3 separate regions of the Sus scrofa genome follow, and all the other regions are linked to region 3. Evidence: chromatin contacts called from public HiChIP or PLAC-seq data. All regions are on one chromosome and are shown on one strand. The core of a region is the stretch at or near the end of the contact, and the rest is flanking DNA. Distances in the headings are between cores, read along the strand shown.

What was found. HiChIP or PLAC-seq counts read pairs in DNA pulled down with a chosen protein or histone mark.
Region 1: a contact with region 3 is called in an H3K27ac HiChIP or PLAC-seq map of alveolar macrophages. The contact joins the enhancer-like site here to the promoter of SLC17A2 in region 3. A contact is called at or near these places in 14 of 47 Hi-C or Micro-C datasets (alveolar macrophages, blood, brain and 9 more) and 1 of 2 datasets of contacts at active chromatin or transcription factors (alveolar macrophages).
Region 2: an H3K27ac HiChIP or PLAC-seq map of alveolar macrophages shows a contact between it and region 3. The contact joins the promoter of CARMIL1 here to the promoter of SLC17A2 in region 3. A contact is called at or near these places in 3 of 47 Hi-C or Micro-C datasets (alveolar macrophages, embryonic fibroblasts and mesenteric adipose tissue) and 1 of 2 datasets of contacts at active chromatin or transcription factors (alveolar macrophages).

The regions. Positions count from the first base shown.
Region 1 is chr7:20,015,004-20,017,703 of Sscrofa11.1, reverse strand. No RefSeq gene overlaps it. Among named protein-coding and RNA genes, the nearest start is that of CARMIL1, 20 kb to the left of the region's middle. Within about 2 kb of position 1,268, at least 4 of the 83 cell types and tissues checked have an H3K27ac peak or open chromatin away from gene starts, as enhancers often do. A contact at or near this core is called in alveolar macrophages, where this site is marked.
Region 2 is chr7:20,035,054-20,037,753 of Sscrofa11.1, reverse strand. It overlaps CARMIL1 (F-actin-uncapping protein LRRC16A), which reads right to left and starts at 1,324. Exons shown (of 37, transcript XM_013977486.2): 1 at 910-1,324. The coding sequence starts at 1,309.
Region 3 is chr7:20,662,108-20,664,807 of Sscrofa11.1, reverse strand. SLC17A2 (sodium-dependent phosphate transport protein 3) reads left to right here and starts at 1,310. Exons shown (of 21, transcript XR_002345599.1): 1 at 1,310-1,527. The region is part of intron 1 of LOC110261475 (a long non-coding RNA gene); the gene reads right to left.

The DNA.
Region 1 (2,700 bases), core at 19-2,518, 650 kb after region 3:
GATGTTACAACAGCAAAATGAACCCCACTGTAAACTATAGACTTTGAGTGAATGAGTTGTCCACGTAAGTTCATCAGTTATAGCATATTACCACTCCGGTGCTGGATGTTGGTATGGGTTGTGAATGTATAGGGGCAGGGAATATATGGGAAAGCTCTGTGCCTTCCACTTAATTTTCTCTGTGAACCTAAAACTGCTCTAAAAAATTGTCTGCTTTAAAAGAAGAAGACTATCAACATTAATAGCTGCCACTTAGAAGTTCCCGTCATGGCTCAGTGGTAGTGAACCCACTAGTAACCATGAGGATGGGGGTTCCATCCCTAGCCTCACCCAGAGGGTTAAGGATCTTGAATTGCCATGAGCCTGAGCTTGATGTAGGTTAGTAGCTACAGCTCCAATTCAACCCCTAGCCTGGGAAATTCTATATGCAGCAAGTACATATGAAAGACAAAAATAAAATAAAAACAAACAAACAAAAAAAAGCTACCACTTAAAAAGCCCTTGACATATTTCATCAGCACTATTTATAATCTATTTTTCCTTTGTTCAATTTCATCCCATGAATTTTTGTAAAAATGAGAATATTGTTGCTTTGTTGTCATCAGTGCAGGTGGAGCTCTTCCCAAAAGAACAACCTATCTGTGAGACATCACTTTTTGTCGGTAGATGAAGTAGGGGATGTGTGGACAGCAAATGGAAATGCAGATTGCCACTTTGACTGAACTCTTGAGATTGTATGGAAATTATCTCTACCCCACAGCATCTTAATTATTTCCATATGGATGAATTCATTCAATAAACACCTCTAGGTGTTTCCGTTGTGGCGGAGCAGAAACAAATCTGACTAGTATCCATGAGAATGTGGGTTCCATCCCCGGACTTGCTCAGTGGGTCGGGGATCTGGCTTTCCTATGAGCTATGGTGTAGATGTGGCTCGGATCCCAAGGTGCTGTGACTGTGGCATAGGCTGGCATCTGTAGCTCCAGTTTGATCCCTATCCTGGGAACTTCCATATGCTGAGGGTGTGGCCCTATTAAAAAAAACAAACACCTCTACTTGCATTATCTGGATTAGCTCTAGAAACAGGGTCCCAGTTTGGGGAACCTCTGTTGTTTCAGCAGTTCTCAAAAGCATATGAAAGTGTCCCCTCCTACACACCCCTCAACCCCCACTTCATTTGCCAGTTTTTCTCCCCCACATCTTTTCTAGAAGTGAAGTAAGCTGACTCTGAGGCTTTTAAATTCTGAGTCATTCTAGAGGTCAGGAGGTCTTGAAACAATTGTCTCCTTTGTCCATGAAACAATAAGCTAAAGTCACACTGTTCATTCTCTGTTGGCTATCTAGGTAGGAAGTCCATTAGCAAGCCAAATACCCCTCTGATAACTAGGAAATTTACAAATAATTCACACTTTGAGTCAGCACAACTGGGGAGTTAATCAGACAACCAAGATACTCTAAAAGTAACTTGTGAGAAAAGCAGAATTTAAAAAGTCTGCCCAATTTCTGGCTTTTTTTTTCAGATGATTACCTTAAGTGTGCATTGCTAGCTGAATATAAATATTTTTAGTTGCTATGATCTTTTTCTCTGTTAATATTATTATTGCTCTATGAAGAAGTACCTCTTTTAACTGATTTTATTCCTATTTTGGCAAATTGAGCTTTTGTCAGGTGGCATGAGAACACTATCGATCATACTGAACAAAAACATTTATGAGTCCTTCCTTCACGCTGAGCAATTTAAATGTATTTTCTCATTTAATCCTCAAGACAATTTTTATTTTCTCCAATATTCAGAGAGGGAAACTTCTCTCCAGAGAGGATAAATGACTGTCCCAAGGTCATACATCAACCATGGAGTAGCTCTGATTAACAGGTTGGGTTAAAAATGTTTTGCTATTTCCATTTATTCCTAAAGCCAATATGATGCTTTAAAACCTGACTACTACTGCCATCTGCTGGTGGATACATGAGTTGCTCTTGCTCAGACTGCCCTACAGGCACAAGGGATTCTGACCCACATCAGGGGCATCATGCTGGCGTCTAGAACCATCCCTGACTCACAGCAGACACTCGAAATTTGTGAAACAAATCTCTGGGAGATCCAAGGAGAATTTTTGTTGGTAAAATTTCTCAAGTTAATCTTTATTTTAACTCTGCAAATAACCAAATCCAGAAAGAATATGGAGGCTACCTCCCCAGAAGACAATGAATGATACTGGGGTAGACTGTTTACTCCATCAACTGTGCCACCTCTGCATTCATATACACACTCTACATCTCATTGCTTTAGCTTAGTTTATATCAGAGCTGACTCTCGGTGACCTAGTTGAGTCTCACTCTAATGTTTACTTCTAGCTCCTCCATTTATACTATAGAGGCTTCAGAAAGAATCTTAATTTTAGCACCTAAAAAGACCTAAGAAATCCTGGTTAGTGTTTCTCAAATCCTGTTTCAAAAGATGATGATAAAAGAGTGTTTCACAAAATCATTGACTTGGAGAACAGACCTGTGGTTGTCAAGGGGGAAGGGAGGGTAGTGGGATGGATTGGGAGTTTGGGGTTAGTAGATGCAAACTATTGCATTTGGAGTGGATAAGCAATGAGGTCATGCTTTATAGCACAGGGAACTATATCTAGTCACTTGTGATGGAACATTATGGAGGATATGGTGAGAAAAAAATATATATATACACATATATAT
Region 2 (2,700 bases), core at 75-2,574, 630 kb after region 3:
TAGACCCCCCCCACCCCCGAAGGTTGCGGCGGGAGGAGGCGCCGGGGGGCTCCGAGCCGACCCGCGGAGTGCGCTCGCGGGGCTCCCCATTCCTCCCCACGCCGGCCCTCTCCGGACTCGGCTTTTCCGGCGGTTGGATGGGAGCAAACTTCCCGGCGCCCCCCAGCGACCCTGTCCGACTCCACTCGGACCCCAGGGGCGCCGGGACTCGGCAGGACGTGCGGGAAGGCAGAGGTGGGAAGGGAGGTGGAGGTGATGGGGGCGCAGCGGCAAAAGGAAAATCAACAACCGCGCGACTCTTACCTATCAACTCCCCGGGCACCTCGGAGCTCTCCTCGGTCATGGTGGCCCTCTAGGTGCGGGGGGTGCTGCAGATCCAACTCTGATTTACGGCCCCCCGCCCTCCCCCCGAGCCCCTCAATTTCTTAGAGGCAAATGCAGCGTGCAAATAGGAATAAGCAAGAAAGCGGGGGCGGAGATAGAATTCTGCCGCGTCCCCAAGCCCCACAAAAAAAAAAAAAAAAAAAAAAGAGTTACAAAATCCAAGGTGGGTTTACGGTTGCTGCTACATGACGCCTCCTTGCAGTTCCCGGCGGCGGAACGGAGACCCCAGCTGGATTGGGAGCGGGCGCGGGGCCGCTGCGGCGCTGGCTCGGGCTCCCGGCTCGTGGCTCCCGGCTGGCGGCGGCACTGCTCCGGCCACTGGCAGCTCCCGCCCGGTCCCGGCGCCGCACCTACGGCCCTAGGTGAAAGCGGAAGGCGTGGGGAGAGGCGGGGAGAGCGGCGCGGGGCGGGGGACCAGGGTTTCCTCGCGCTCCTGCCGGGCTCCGGCGAGGCGGGGGCAGCTCCGGCGCTCCTCCTCCTTCTTTTCCTCCTCCTCCTTCTCCTCCTCCTGCGTTTCCTCCTCACCTCGCGAGACCCGACCTCCGCCAGCGTCCCAGGCCGGCCTCCGGCGCCCGGGCACACGTTCCCCGGCGCGGGGCGCACAGCCCGGAGGCACGCGGCGCCGGCCTGTGGCGGCGGGCACGGCGCCCCTCCTAGCAGCCTCCCTCCCGAACCGCCGAAGCCTGGTGCATGGAGAGGGGGCGAAGGAGAGGCGAGAAGCCCTGGAGCCATCTGCTGGCTGCTGGGGAGGACAGCGGGGTGGGCCTGGGCTTCCCGATCCCGCATCCCCGCGGGCCGAGGGCGCCAGGGGTTGGGAAGCTGCAGACCCGCGCAGATTCCGCAGACCCATCTGCAGGGAAACCGCCTCTTTCTGGGACCCCTCTACGCCCTTTCCTTTTTCAGCCCTCCTGTGACATGTTGGCATTTCCTCAACGTTATTAATTTTCCATTTCGGGGAGCGGGAGCTAGACGAACCCTGTAAACACTAACCATATGGTGAGAAAACACTTTTTGTGTGTGCTCCGCGGGCGCGCCGCCGCCGGTTGCCATCTCAGACATTCCAAATGGGAGAGCGCCCGGAAAATGCCTTTCACTCGCTGCGGAACCTCTTTTAACCCCGGGGCATAATGGGGCAGCTGAGCGTTATTCTCAAACCCCGGAATAAGCCTGCTGATAGGTCTGATCCTGCCCGGCCCAGCTCCCTCCAGCTTTCCCTGGGCCCCACCCCCGGAGGAACAACTTAAGGGCAGGAATCACTGGAGCGCCGCAATTGCTGCCTTACTGCCTGACGGCTGGGAATGCCTGTGGAATCTGGTTGTTTTTACAGGACAGAAGGAGAGGAGAGAGAAAAGCAAAGGGCATCCCTACGCTTTGATTGATAATCTAGTTTTAAACACTGCCGTCGACCTTGGATCCCCAAGAATAATCTTCAGCCTCTCAGCAAGGTGTTCCCAATGAAGCATTTACCTATCTGGTCCCTCCCCACCCTTCTAACCTCTCCCACTCCGCATGCTTAACAACCGGGCACTCCAAAACTGTTTTGCCATTTGCTTTTCTCTTCCTTTTAAGATTATCTGATTCTTATCTGTGTTTTTGATTCCAGCCCAATGTGTACCTTCTTTGGAGAAGATTCTCCAGAGTTTTTCAGATGACTATGATCCCTTTATTCAAAACCACTAGAGTCTATTGCCTGTAACACTGCTTTCTAAGCTCAGCCACACAGCGCCTTGTTTAATTACTCGTATATTTCTCTAGTTTTACTATTCAACACTTGCATCGCTCCCTGAGTTTGGGTTTGTCTGCCCAACTAGACCCTAGGTGATTTATTTTTATTTTTTAATAACCGCACCTACTGGCATATGGAAGTTCCCCGGCCAGGAATTGATTCCGAGAAGCAGCTGCGACCTACCCTGAAGCTGTGGCAGAGCCAGATCCTTTAACCCACTGCTCCAGGGCCTGATCCATCTGCCGCCTTGCGTGGGGTGGGGTGGAATGGCGCCTCAGCAGACAGATTCTTAACCACCTTGGGAACTCTGTGTCACTGTGGGAACTCTGACTGGAGGCCATTTAAGGGATGTTATCTCAGATTTTTGAACCTCCTCAGCAAACTTGTGCCAAATATATGTTCAATAAAGATTTGTTAACTGATTGGTCTTAGAGCTTTGGACCTCAGACTCCCTACTATTTCTCAAATGTTGGCAGTTTATTTAAGCTAGCTATGTCCTTTAGGCACTAAGTATCTTTTTTTCTGCAATAAATAGAAACTAACATCTCAAAACTATCTTCCATTCAACAGTGTGTTGTTAAAAAGGTTTT
Region 3 (2,700 bases), core at 61-2,560:
CTTTTTGCTATTTCTTGGGCCGCTCCCACGGCATATGGAGGTTCCCAGGCTAGGGGTCTAATTGGAGCTGTAGCTGCCGGCCTACGCCTGAGCCACAGCAACGCAGGATCTGAGCCGCATCTGCGACCTACACCACAGCTCAAGGCAACGCCGGATCGTTAACCCACTGAGCAAGGGCAGGGATCGAACCCGCAACCTCATGGTTCCTAGTCGGATTCGTTAACCACTGAGCCACGACAGGAACTCCTGACTTCAGGATTTTGAGACAAGAAAGCTATCCTAGATTTTCCAAATGATCCCAATATAATTATAGAAAGTTCTTAGGGAGGTAGGAGTGCCAGAGTTAGAAAGATTTGAAAATGTTATACTGCTGCCTCTAAAGATGGAGGAAGCAGCCATGAGCCAAGGAAGGCAGGTGACCTCAAGAAGTTAGAAAAGGTAGAGAAATAAACTCTCTCCTAAGCCTCCAGAGAGAGTGTAGCCCTACGACATCTTGATTTTGGACCCAGTGAAATCCATTTTGGACATCTGACCTCCAGAACTGTAAATACGTGTTGTTTTAAGTCACTAAGTTTGTGGTAATTGATTACAGCAGCAGAGCCCTAATACAGGGGAACCAAGTAGCAAAATTCCAGTAGGTTCCTTGTGGGAGTGTGGCGAGACTAACTCAGGCAAGGAAAATCAACTAAGGCAATTTGAAGCTAATAAAAGCAGAAAGAGCAAGACTTCATTTTATAAGGGTTGAGAATCAAGCTGGGAAGACCCAGTAGCAGCCACAGTCCAAAATTTAAGAATCACAAATTAAGAACAAGTCCAAATATCAAGATTCGAGCCGAGACTGGATTAGAAAGAGCACAGATATGAAACAGGAAGGAAGCCTGCAGGGTAGCTTCATGGGAAGATATCAGAGTGGTCAAAGTTCACATTTATTAAGCTGTGGGCCCCAAGTGCTTAAAGAAAACCTAGCTGATTTAACAATATTCTTTAATGGGAACATCTCATTTATTGAGGACCTACTACCAGTTAGCATATGTATTTCATTTAACTTGCCCAATATCCCCATGAGTTGAGCATTATAACCCTTGCTTTACTTATGGAGAAACCAACTCAAAAGAGCTTAAATGACTTGTCCAAGGAGACAGAAAACACTAGGAAGTGAAGATGGGGTTGACTTCTCTCCAGTTCCAGGAGCCCTGCTCTTTCTTCCATGCCTGCTCGCTCTTTCAGGAAAAAGGCTTGTTGACATTTTAAGCTGTATGCAGAGTTCAAAGCAGCAAAACATAGTGTCATCTTTTGAGATACTCATTCTATCAGTGAGAACTTAAAATGAAGTTAAAAATTAAGCAGCAAAACCAAACCCAGACTCTCTGCTCTGAGGATGTAGGGCTAAACCTGCCTGCCATGTGACGCATTATTTATCCTTGTGAAATTGTGGAATTATTTGAAAGTGAAGAAGGGATGAAAACTCTTTCTTTCTTCAAGGTAGCCTTATAGTCTAGGTCTTACAATACTGGTTTAATGGTGAAGGTAAGTGCATTTCTTCTTTTTGGGTTGGAGGATAATTACTAATCAATCAGAGCTCCATTAAGGGGAGAGAAGAATTTGAGGGGAAGTCAGAGGAAAAAAACATTATCAGCAGCCTAAGGGTCTCCATCTGCTAATCGTTTCATTGCTAAGTGAAGAGACTTTCTAAAAAAAAGTAATCAATTCAATCAGGACCCTAGAGCAAGGCTTGAAAGGCTACTGGTGACAGTGAACTCTGAACAATGGTCACGTCTCCAAGGATTCTGTGAGTATTAATTGTGACACCTCCATGAATTGGAGAAGCTTTGGCTGTGGAACAAAATACTGGATCAGAACTAACAAGGTTTGGGATTGGAGATTGTGACTCAGGAGCCTTTTCAGATTTCTGTGTGTAGTTGAAATTGTCTCTCAGAAAAAGGAAAATATGAGCAAAGTTGTGAATAATATTTAAGGCAAGAAAACTTGTGTACTTGTAGGGATGACCTGGTCTGTTGCCCTCCTTGTACAACGGAGGAAAGGTGCCCAAACAGATTATGATTAGTGCCTGTTAGTTCTATGGTGGGAAGCCCTGTGGTAGGCGAGGAAGATCCAGGGAAGGTGCCCTCTCTCAACCTGCCCAGAGAAAAATCCCAATTCCATAGCATAGATAGACTCACACAGGCCTGGAAGACACAGCCTGAGCTTGTTGCTTGGAGGAAAGAAGAGCAGACACCCCTGCTTATCTCCTGGGGAGAGGAGCTGTGAGTCTCCTGTGGGCAGGGCCCCAGGTGCACCTTAATTTTGACATAATCCTGCCTTGTAGGATCACCCACTCTTGGTGCTTAGTACATTTCTTTTTTTCATGATTAATTAATTCATATGAATTGATAGCATGATGTAAATGATCTCTGGAACAACTAGTTTTATTCCAGAATTACCAGTCTCTCAGATAAACATGATAAAATGGGCCTCGGTTTTACTAACCTGGAAGAAATGACTTCTTCCCATGTTGTCTGGTGTTTGTAGTGAGATGCATCCCTTCATTATCCATCTTCTGGATTCTAGTCCAGAAGAACCCACTTTTAAAAGAAAATGTTTAAAAACAACTTTGTAAAGCAAAAGCATTTTTGTGGAAAGACAGGTCATTTACTGTAATCCTGTGTTTATTAATCGGAGTGGACCCAAGTGCCAGTCTTG